Regions from separate parts of the Gossypium hirsutum genome. Here region 2 is linked to region 1. A link is a contact called in public Hi-C data. All regions are on one chromosome and are shown on one strand. The core of a region is the stretch at or near the end of the contact, and the rest is flanking DNA. Distances in the headings are between cores, read along the strand shown. Region 1 holds the start of LOC121219364 (senescence-associated protein AAF, chlorolplastic). Region 2 holds the start of LOC107953965 (protein PTST, chloroplastic).

Region 1 (5,712 bases), core at 1,769-4,268:
TTTAACTCGAAATTCGATTTTTTTTTTGATTTTTTCGAATCGAATCGAGTTTTGCTCACCCCTAAATGTAAGGGAAACAGTAAATAGAAGTCAATGGGATATGGCAAGTTGACATGCAGTGCAAAGGGTGTCCTATTTATTCTTGATGGAAGGAACGTTACAATGACTCAAGGTATTGATTAAGATATCAGATGACGGATGACCCAATCATTGATGCCATACATGTTGTGGGACACTAATAGTAGCACTATTACAAAAGACACTAGAAATTGAAGAAGAAATAGGTTGCCTAGTAGTAGGTAAACATAATCGATAGAGACCGCCCCACTTAGACCGTGAAACAGAATTTATTGAGTTACTAGATCACGAATATGACATTGCTTGGGATAAAACTCGAACACAACGTTGTAGTCCTTAGCAAACTTTGACATAGAGAGTAAATTTTTAGTAATAACAGGAACATGCAATAAGCCAAGCAAGTGTAATCGTCTGGGATTAGTGAAGAAGGATGATTGTCTAATTCGCATAATAGAAACAGGGGAACCATTACCAAGAATAATTTTACCTGAGCCTTTACACGAAACACTATGGTCAAGCTAAGCAACATCAAAAGTCAAGTGATTTGTTGCCCAAGAGCCAGGGTATCAGGCATTATCGCCAACTACAGCTGGAGTGGCGAGGCATATTAAAGTATTAGATAAAGCATCGATGGAGCTACCGGTAACAGAATTGACGGTAATTGTGTGATTTCCTTGAAAGTTAAGGTGAGACAGAGCGAAAGGGCCAAACAGTTGTGGGCCAAATGTGGGACTTATAGCATATGGGCTAGGGTTGTTAGGTCTAATTGTTAAGTTGATTGAATAGGGATAACTAAAGCCTAGATTGTGATGGCCAAAATTAGATGACCCTTGAATGGGAGGTCCACTATAAACACTGTTATGAACCTGAGGTTGTCCAAAAAATGGTGTTGGTACAATAGGGAAAGGCTTGGGAGAAGGTGTTTTGTAGGTCATGTCAAATCGAAAGTAGCAACGGTCTGCTAGATGACCAAACTTTCCACATAGTTGGCATTGTGGTCGTGATAAACCAAAGCGAGTTCTACCCCGTCCCCAGAAAGACACATTAGAAGGTGGACGATATTGAGGTAGGTCATGAGAGTCTTCAAAAGGTTGAAAAGGCGGAGGAGACAGAATTGTAGCAATATTAGCAGAAGCACTAACTTCGGTCAGTAGAGCTAGTCGTCGAGTTTTTGCATCGAGGAGAATCATTGTGATAGTATGTAGGTCGCAAGGTGTTTGAAGAGAAACAGTTATCACAGTGACCACAGAATCGTACTTAGGAAAAAGGCCATTAATGATGGTCGTAATATGCTCTCTTTTAGAGATTGTTTCACCACAACTAGCTAGGTTGTCACTGACCATATTTATATTCATAAAAAAATACTTCATGGGTAGTTCTCATTTCGTTGAGAATGGAGCAACAGGCAGTAGTGCATCAACTTAGCTATAGATTTGCTGTTGAACAACTAATCAAGAACATTCCATATATCACGGGCAGAATCGTAGCCAATCAGGTGAGGAAGAATACCAGCTCTAACTGATGATAATAACCAAGAGGCCAAAAGTGTTGTCTTGTTGTTCATACAACTCAAATTCTGGATTCTCTGATGTGGTCCCGTCATCGTTGGTGAGATATTGAGTTGGCGAAAGATATGAACAATCAATATAGCGTTGAAGCTTATGATTTTTCAGTGTTAAAAGAACTTGTTGCTTCCAAAGTAAATAGTTTGTGTCATCAATAACAATATTAATGCGTTTGGTGGAAAAAGTTTTACTCTCCGGTGAGTTTAGATCAACAATGGTAGAACTTTGAGTAAGAGGATTCACAATATTAGAAGGTGACAGATCTATTTCCATAAAGATAGTTGCAACAACGGAAAAGAAACATGGCTCTGATACCATGTTAGAAACCAAGTATAATAAGAATAATACAACAAAACCAAAGGAGATAGCTTCAATTTCAATTAAGCAGTCTGTTTTGTTCAATAGCAAAGGTAGCAGATTTATACATAAGTTGGTGATAAAGAGGACAAAGTTGGTTAGTTGAAATAACAAATTCTAAAGCTAATCAATTCTACAACTCAGTAAAAATGATGAGTTATCCTTTCTCAAATCTCATCAGGTGCAATTCTAAGATATGCTAATGGCATGTGTGGAAACCATAATTGTGAATCAAACTTTTTAAAATTAACTCTCAATGTTACAAATAAAAACAAAATTACAAAAAAAAGATCAAATTATATAATGTATAATTATTGAATTAAACTTTTAAGAATCAATACTAAAGTGACACATGTATAAATATTGAAGGTTAAAATTCTAATTATGTCAATTTTAAAAACTACCAAGTTATCCTTTCGTTAGTAATTGAACAGTTGATGACCAAAAAAGAAATAATCAAATAGTTGAGTGATGAAAAAATAAACTTTCTAGTAGTTAGGTGACTACAAGTATAATTTACTCAAATTAAAAAGTAAATGCTTATTTAAGTCTAGTTATAATGTATTAAATACAAACCATTAAAAAAATTAAACAATCTATTTATCTCGATTTTTAATAGTAGGAGTATCTACTTCAAAATTTTCTGCTTACAAGATAATACTTTAGTTAGAGGGGATAGGATGAAAAAAAATCTAGGTAAAGATGAACTGGATTTTAAATTTGCCACTACCAAATTACAAAAAACACATTTTAATCGGAAAAAAAAATAGTGCAGAAGAAGGATAAGAAGAAGAAAAAAAAAACGGTGGCCAGAGAAACAGTGTTTTATCCACAGTGGATAAACATGCTCTCATTTGGACCAACAAAGCTAAATAATTTGACCCAAAAAAAAGCAGTGTTAAAAATTGAAAAAATTAATAATGGCAGCTCCAGCAACCCAATATCCATAACATCTGGCTAAGGCTATAATAATTGTCAGAAAAAGACCATAAACAATTTGTCCTTTTCCTTTAAGATCTTACAGTAGCTGCAATCGTTGGATCTTTTGGGGCCACATGCTTTACTTGTGGTTACCATTTCACTTCCCAATTCCCTTGCCCATTTGCTCATCTCTCTCGCACATTTAAACCCAACTTTTGTGCGTCGCTCGTCTCTCTCTTTGTTTCAACCTGTGAAAATCAGTTTGCTTTCAACAGGTCAGTATTAACCCTTTTTTTTCTTTGTATTCTTGGTTTGATTGTTTATGTTTAGTTCATTTTAGTCCATTTATGGCTGTTTTATACTTTTTTTCTTGGTGGGTTTTCATTGTTTTATAATTTTCTACCCTTTTTGGTAAAACAAAGTTCATTTTTGCAGTGAATTTGTAGGCTTCTCTATGTGTTTGTGTGTTTTTATTGCTTGATGACAATAGTTGGAACCGAATTATTAGAGAATTAAAATTAATTGTTTCTGATCTATTGATTGCTTCATTCAATCTTCGTCTTGAGCTGTTGGGACATTTGCCAAATGGTAAAATTACAGTATTCCCGGTACAAGTAACATAAAGGCCCTAATAGTTATATTGTATTTTGTCCCTTCTACTTAAAAAATGACAAATTAGATCAAATAGTAAATTAATTTTTACACGATTGACGGAATAACATAAAGTGAAACGTGACGTATAATGTGCATCTTGTATTGGCATGGAACAATTTTTAACAATAGAAATGGACGGAAGTTTTAACAGAAGGGTTAGTTTACTCTTTGATTGAACAAACGTGGAATAATTTGTTCATGTTTTTAGTAGAGAAGACAAAATGCAATCTGAGTACTAGTACAAGTGCATTTATGGTACTTTGCATTTAAGCACCTTGAATCTATATCTTCATGATTATTACAATACCAATGGTGTCAATTGAGCTAATGCTGAATAGACTATTTAAAGATTATTTTTGTGTGGCCTTGATTTAGATTTTGTGTTTTGCCTAGAGCATTGAGCTGTTCAAAGGGTGTTTCATTGGTGGTGGGCTTATTTTCATTGTTGATCCCTTCCATGGCATTTACTTCAAGCAAGGTCCCAAATGGGTCAGTTGTGACTAAGACTATTGGTAACATTAACCATCGTGGTAAAATCTATCCTATAACTCGAGGGTTTGATCGTCGGAGACTGAGAAATACAGGTCTTTTGATGGCGAAGTTGAGGTTTCCAAACGAACGTTTGGGAAACATATATGAAAAAACTGGTGGTTTCGGTGTCACTCGAGGATCTTCCTTGATATGCTTGTCCTCAAGAACTCAAAAGTCTGAAACTGATTGCTCGGATGCATCTAGGTAAGATCATAATTCTCGATGCTTGAACATAGTGATGCTTTTTCGAGTTCATCTTGAACTTATTGTATGGTACTGTTTCGAGCCAGTGCACAGATTGCCGAAGACGAAGTCGGTCATTCAAGCATGCATGGGAGAACCATACATTCAAGTCCCGGCTTGGCTGAAGCTTGTAGATTCGCTTGTAATGATGCAAAGTTTGTAAATGAAAGGGCTCGTAACGACATTGTTTTGCTTTCTCGGTATTAAGCAATCCCTAATATCTGTTGAAATAGTTTGGCATGATAATCATATGTCGGTATAATATTTGTGGTCATACGGTAGCTTATTGTTGTGCTATTGTCCTGTTTTCTTCAGTGGAATAATGAGGTTGGATGCTCGTGCTCGTCAGGATGTCGCTATTCTCGGGTCAGGATTTCTTAAACTCGATGGTAAGCTCTTAATGAATTAGTGCACGAAATGCATTTAGCTAACATTTTAACCAAGACGGACTATGCTATGTAGCTAGGGCAAGAGAAGATACAGAAAAAATTGACCGAGGTGTGAAGAAAAAGGCCGAACGTCTTCACCATATTGCCACTGTATGTGTATTTAGTTAGTAAATTCCTTTTTCGTGGAATTAAGACGGATATCACTGTATCCTTGGATCTAATGTTGTAAAGAACCTTGTATCTTTTTAGATCTTAAAAGCCAAGGCCGAATCTAGATTGAAAAAGGCCGCTGATAAACATTGGAGTGACGGTGCATTAGAGGTACTTTTCAAATTGTATCTTAATGTCTCGAAAAATATAGTATTCCACTTATAGCAATAAAATATATGAGGTGTGTTTCCATCCAGGCTGATCTGCGCCATGCCGATTTCCGTGCTAAGCAACGTGCTATGGAGGATGCTCTAATGGCTTTGGAGGTGAGGTTCGATCTTATAGGATTATATCTGAAATCCTGTATTTGCGACGAAGAATGTAATCTATTCTACATTTGTATGCGTTTGTTGGTTGTGTGCAGTTTGTGAAAAACATTCATGACATGATGGTGAGCAAGGGGTACAAATTGTAAGTTCCCTGCATCGAATGATTATTGAGCGTTAAAGTGTTAAATTTTGACCCTTTTTTGTTTGTGTATGTCTTATCCAGCCCATTGCGATGGGAAAAAGGTTCACTATCAGCTAATGACTTGATGCTCGAGAAAAACGGGAAGACTCTCGATTTCTTTAATGGTGAAGTGTCTACCGATCGCATTAGTGCTATTCAGGTCCTTTTGTGAATTGCTCTTTTCCTATTGTTTCCTTTACTAGTTGCATTTTCGCAACATCGAAAACCATTTATGTTCGTGACATATAGGAAGCTTACTGGAGTATAGCATCCGCACTTTCCGAAGCCGATGGAATCGACTACACCGACCCCGA
Region 2 (5,712 bases), core at 1,407-3,906, 150 kb before region 1:
TTAGAGTATGCCCAAAGATCAATCATGAGATGGTTGTAATAACATATTTGATTTATCATGTTTATTAATATAAGGGGTTACCATTATTATTTCAGTTTCTTTTCTGTGTGTATAAATAAACTGTTTTCTAATAATGTCCTAAGAATAATATGATTAGTCTTAAAAGATCCTTAGTCAAGTATTATTGTTGGATAGGACAACAATAATGCATTAAGACTAACATGTAGTTGATTGATGATAAAGAGTTATCATTGATATGGAATATCAGAATTGATGCATGAATATGTGTGTTAGAGAACAACATATTGGACTGACCCATTATGAGTATGTTTCTTGGATTATTATGTAATTGTCACGACATTACTCATAGTGATTAATATATATATAATCCTCAGACTTGAGATCATCATAATCCCAACATCGTGAGTAGTATATTTGGATACAGTCAAGCGTACACCGTAACTGGTTGTTCTATAAAGGCTGGTGTTGGATATACCACAATCGATGTAGAGGGATATGGTTGGTCGATATAGAATAAGTCCCTCCTACATAATGGGAGTAATATCTTAGGCCACTTGATTAAGTGAGACTAGAAATGCATAGCCATACTCAAATAAGTTGATATGAGATGTCATACTTATTTGTATATCGTAGTCTGCTTAAAATATCAAGGAACATGGAATGGACTATACAAGTGTGACTATTCCATGACTTGTGTCCAATCTAGAGATAAAGGACTTAAGGATTATTGCATAAAAGGTTAATCATAAAAGGTTATGTCGAATCATGATCTCTTGTGACTTAGGTAGCATTGATACATTGCTAGATGCCACTCATTGTTTGTAACATTGGAATCGTTCTAGTATTACTGCTAACGTTACAATAACCTACAGGGTCACACCCTATAGTTAAAATGAACGGAATAAACCATAGTTGGTATTGTTTTTAGGTGTCACTTGAATTAAATTAATTATAGAATTAATTTAATTCGATTTCCAACACATTATGTACAAGGTTGTTGTACATATAATGAGGTTAGCATATGAATTCAAATAAATATATGGTTTACCGAAATTATATTATAATTAATGTAATTATAATTTTCGGTTTAAAATATTATTATATTTATTTTAATTCATAAATAAAAACCCTAAAAAATAAATAATAAGGATATAAGTATCCCGTTTTTCTTTGTTTTGGTCTAGCAGCCGTCAAAGAAAATTCACTCTCAAAACTGTTTTAGGGATTTCTTCCGTTCGTAGTCAACGGGTGGATCACGTAGAGGTCGGAGTCTCAATAGATTGCGGCTTAGTTCGACTGTAGATCAGACTACACGTTGTTGAGAAGTTGCTGTCTACTTAGAACAGCATTAGGTAATTTCGTAACCCTTTTCACCCCGATTCGTTCCTCACACATGGATCCGTGGTTAGGGTCGCCAATTATTAATTTTTTTCGCTGCGTCGTAGGGGTGCTGACGATCCAACAAAATACTGGATGCATGACAATTCATGCCTACTATTTTTGCCACTGATCGCATGTTAAAATCATGCCTATTGTATTGTTTCTAGTATTGTTATTACATGTCATACTGCATTTCATTGGGGTCAGGACGATTTTGAAGTATGGTATTTTGTCAATGGCTGCTCTCAACACATGATAGGTAATCAGTCTTATCTCACTAATTTTGAAGATTCTCCTGTTGGAAGGGTGACTTTTGGTGATGGGAAGAAAGGTCAAATGCTTGATAAAAAGACCTTGAATGTTCCTGGCATGCCTCATTTGAAGAATGTGTTGTTGGTGAATGATCTCAAAGCCAATCTAGTGAGCATCAGTCAATTGTGTGGTCAATGTATGTTTATTAATTTTACAAAAGACAAGTGTATTGTTACTACTAAAACTAATGAGAAGATCATAGAGGGTGCTCCCACTTTAGATAACTATTACAAGGTGGTGCAATCAATCAATTGCAAAAGAGCTACTGTATCAAAATTAAAGTTATGACATAAGAAGTTTGGGCCTGGTAACTCTAAGCCAGTCAATACACCAATATTTGTTAATGAACAGTTCTACACAAATGCTCAGGGAGTGCTCACTTCCCCAACCACATTTAGAAGCATGATTGGCACTCTACTTTATCTCCAAGTTAGTCATCCCAATTTGGGCTTTAGTGTTGGTATTTGTGTTAGATATTAGGTCAATTCTAAGGAATATCATGTCAAGGTAGTCAAACGAATTATTAGACACGTGCATACTACCTTTGATCTTGGCATTTGATTTATTAAAGATAGTACAATGTACTTAGTGGAATATAGTTATGTTGACTGGGTTGAGAATATGGTAAATGCAAATATTCGAATTTTTAAATTATAAGGTTCAATAAGCATGTAACATTTCTTAAAAAATATCATATTTTAAATTAATATTACATCATTTAATTAAATCTATCTCAAAAAAATAAAACTTTTTCTCAAATATTAAAAAATAAACTAATTAACTGAGTTTACTAACTAATTAAGTGATGTTTAACAAACATAATAACAACTTAATTTAATATCATTCGCATATTCAATTTTCACTAGATTCGGCGCGTGTAAGATTTTGATTCACACGTGCAACATCGCACGTATTCAACTTTTTGTATGCCAGATGTCAAGTAAAGAAGCGTTAACACTTTTAAAGCTGAACATTCATAAATACTCGTCCAACAAAAAGCTCTCCGTCTCAGAGCTAACTCCGAATCTCTGTAAGTTCTCTTTTTTATTTTTGTTAATTTTAACATTTTATTTATGTAAATGCTTACAATCAACTTAAATTTTAGTTCTTAATTTTTTTATAATTACTGGATTAATTGTTTTCAATGTGTTTGATTAAATGCCAACGTGGGGAGGATTGAAATTTGGAAGCTGTTTCTTTTTCATTGTTCTTTGAAGAAAATTAGGGTTTGAAAGATATAGATTAATGGGTAGGATATCAATTTGGTAGGATTATACTTATTTGATGCTTTAAGTGCTGTTAGATGCCAAGATTTATGTAAAAATTGCTATAAAAATGATATATTTATGTCTTTTTGTTAATTCCTTTGAACTGCAAATATCGTCTGATTTTAATCCAAGAAGATAGGTTTACAAGTAATGAGAATTGGGTCTTGGACTTCATTTTAGTTTTACGCAGGGACAAAGCGAACTTTATCTTTGGGGGAGGGGGCTCAATTAAATTATAAAATCTTAAAGAGGTCAAAGTACAATTTTATCTCTGTATATCCTTGTTATTTTAGAATTTTAAAGGGATTAAACTGAAATTTTTTAATCTTTGGAGGGCCGAAGTGTATTTTTACCATTAAATTAACTTATAATTTAAAAAACTTGAAGGGAAGCATTGGCATAGTTGTGGCTAGAGTGTCCTGTAGGGTAATTTTGATTTATGTTAGATACATCAGTTCCTCCATTTGGTTTTCTTTTAGCAACAAGCGCAAAACTTAAAGGTCGAGTTGCATTAATTCCTTGAGAAGTCTGTAGCATTATAATATTCTCTTTTTTGGGTATTCTTCATGTCCGTTTTACAGTCCATGTTTGGGGTTCGTGGCTGCCCCTCCCGATAATGTCTTCTCCAAGATTTGAACCTGCGCCTCCCCTTGAATGCAATGTGTCTTACCACTGCACCCAATACTTGTTAGTAGCATTATAATATTCTCTGATTAATGATTCAATCCACTTTCATGTGTAAATGTTTTGAGGTGTGGTGATTGTCACTAATAGAATTATGGCACAGAAGAAACGGTACTGTTATTAGCATTTAGCACTCTGTTATGGTGTCTTATGTTATATAGCCGGGGAAGCAAGTATGAATATAGCTCTGCCCTTTTGGAACTGTCGATCTGTCCCGAGTTTTCATTTTTTTGATGCTTTATTTAGAGATGCATTTGTGAACAAAAAGGCTTCTTTACTTGTGGTAACAATTTTTATTTTACTTTCTCTGATAAATTTCTACTTCTAAGCTTTGTCTTTGGTCACTTTCTCTTAGGAAAATTCCTTGGAATGGAGATTGCTACTACAAGGTAGGCTTTCGTGATTATTATATTAGATGTGACAATGAAGTTTTGTCTGAATTTTACTTTGCTAATTATAAATGGTTCTTGTTATGCTCGCTTCTCATTATCATGCTTACATTTCCTTGTGATTTTGTCAGGTGTTGCCCTGACAAGCAAGTGTCATGGTTTCCATTAAACCTCAGAGTATTAGACTGGGAAAATACCCACAGATTTCCATGTACTTTGAGTGTCCGGAAACTAGTGATGAGTAATCAAAGGTTGGCTTATTTGAGTATAGATTCTAGTAGAAAGCAACATAGGAGCCCTATTGTCTGTAAGACATTTGCCATCCATGCTGGTTTGGAGGAATCCTCATCTCTACAGTCAGAAGATCCTTTTACTGAAGATGAGCGTACTTCCGAAGATTCACCAGAGCAGCTTCTTGCTAAACCACTAAGCAGTGAAGAGGTAAACTTGCATAATTATTTGTAAATACACTTTTTTTTTGCTAAAAAAGAAATTTTAAAAATGAATAGAAAACAAAAGGCAAATGGTAAAATCATCAACCAAAAGGAGCCTTGTGCATCATAACTTGTTTGAATGTAATTGTATATATATTTTCACTGAAATGTTTAATTTAATGTGTATATGCCATTGTGCAACAGCTGAAATCCCTACTGGCTGACTCTGAGAGGGCAAAGCTCACCAAAAAACTAAGTGAAGCTAACCAGCAAAACCGCTTCCTAAAACGACAGGTTTGTACATGTATGTATATATTGAGTTAAGGTCTTAGCTTAGATTTGGCATCACACTGAGGAAGAAAAGGTTGGCCAGCCATGAAATAGGGATATTGCTTATTTGTTCTCCCAACGGAAATTTTCTCTCTTTTAATGTTAAAAACTTTTGTATTACTGGCTTGAAGAGAGTTCTGTTCATTTAAATGTAAATAGGAAGCACCAAGTTCAGCAATAATGTTCTGAAGAATTTTGGTAAAAGACAAATTGATGCCCAAAACACTTCATGAATAGAGTTTGATCATATTCTACAATCAAGGTTTTTATATCTCTAAACAACGAAACAAGCCAAGAAATTTCATGACTTACGTGATATCGCTTTTACAGTGAAAATTGTTAACAGTGTAAACCTACTGGCATTAAACCCGAGCCAAAACAAAATGCCTTCACATCACAAAGTGACTTGTCTATGCTGTCTACAGTTATATATGAAAGAGGAGGCATTAGTCAACTTCAAAAGTGAACTTGCTGTCATGGAACTAGAAATTCAGGTTAATATTCACTTCAGTTACTTTTGTTTTTTCATTCTATATATATGCTCTTTTCCTTTTTCTTATATTGTGGATTGTTAATGCAATCTTATTGAAAGAAAATGTTGACACTTTTCATCAATGCCATGTATGAGGTACTAGTGATCAATCAAATTGTAAGGGTAAATTCTTCTGTTCCAAGCTTGGAAAATTTCTTGTCTGTATATGCTTTTAGATTTTTAGTTTTAGAAATTCGTGTCGAGGCTTAGACTTTGGAAGAGCTATTGTCACTGGTGCTGGTGAGGCCAAAATGTTTTTCATATACTTTGAAAATCGGTACTTTACAAAATTCTTCATGCAAAACTTTTCCCTTTGCCGGAATGATGATGCTTTAGATTGAGCAGTTTTTTAGTATACCACT

Evidence for each region. Hi-C and Micro-C count contacts between places; a contact is called where the count stands out from the background.
Region 2: a Hi-C map of leaf shows a contact between it and region 1, with 2.4 times the contacts expected there. The contact joins the promoter of LOC107953965 here to the promoter of LOC121219364 in region 1. A contact is called at or near these places in 2 of 34 Hi-C or Micro-C datasets (leaf and petal).

The regions. Positions count from the first base shown.
Region 1 is chrD07:10,179,794-10,185,505 of Gossypium_hirsutum_v2.1, reverse strand. It overlaps LOC121219364 (senescence-associated protein AAF, chlorolplastic), which reads left to right and starts at 3,018. Exons shown (of 13, transcript XM_041097408.1): 1 at 3,018-3,196; 2 at 3,951-4,310; 3 at 4,397-4,549; 4 at 4,665-4,738; 5 at 4,812-4,888; 6 at 4,988-5,059; 7 at 5,146-5,214; 8 at 5,313-5,359; 9 at 5,441-5,558; 10 at 5,648-5,712. The coding sequence starts at 4,033.
Region 2 is chrD07:10,330,705-10,336,416 of Gossypium_hirsutum_v2.1, reverse strand. It overlaps LOC107953965 (protein PTST, chloroplastic), which reads left to right and starts at 2,656. Exons shown (of 8, transcript XM_016889416.2): 1 at 2,656-2,743; 2 at 4,021-4,054; 3 at 4,186-4,495; 4 at 4,693-4,782; 5 at 5,244-5,312. The coding sequence starts at 4,035.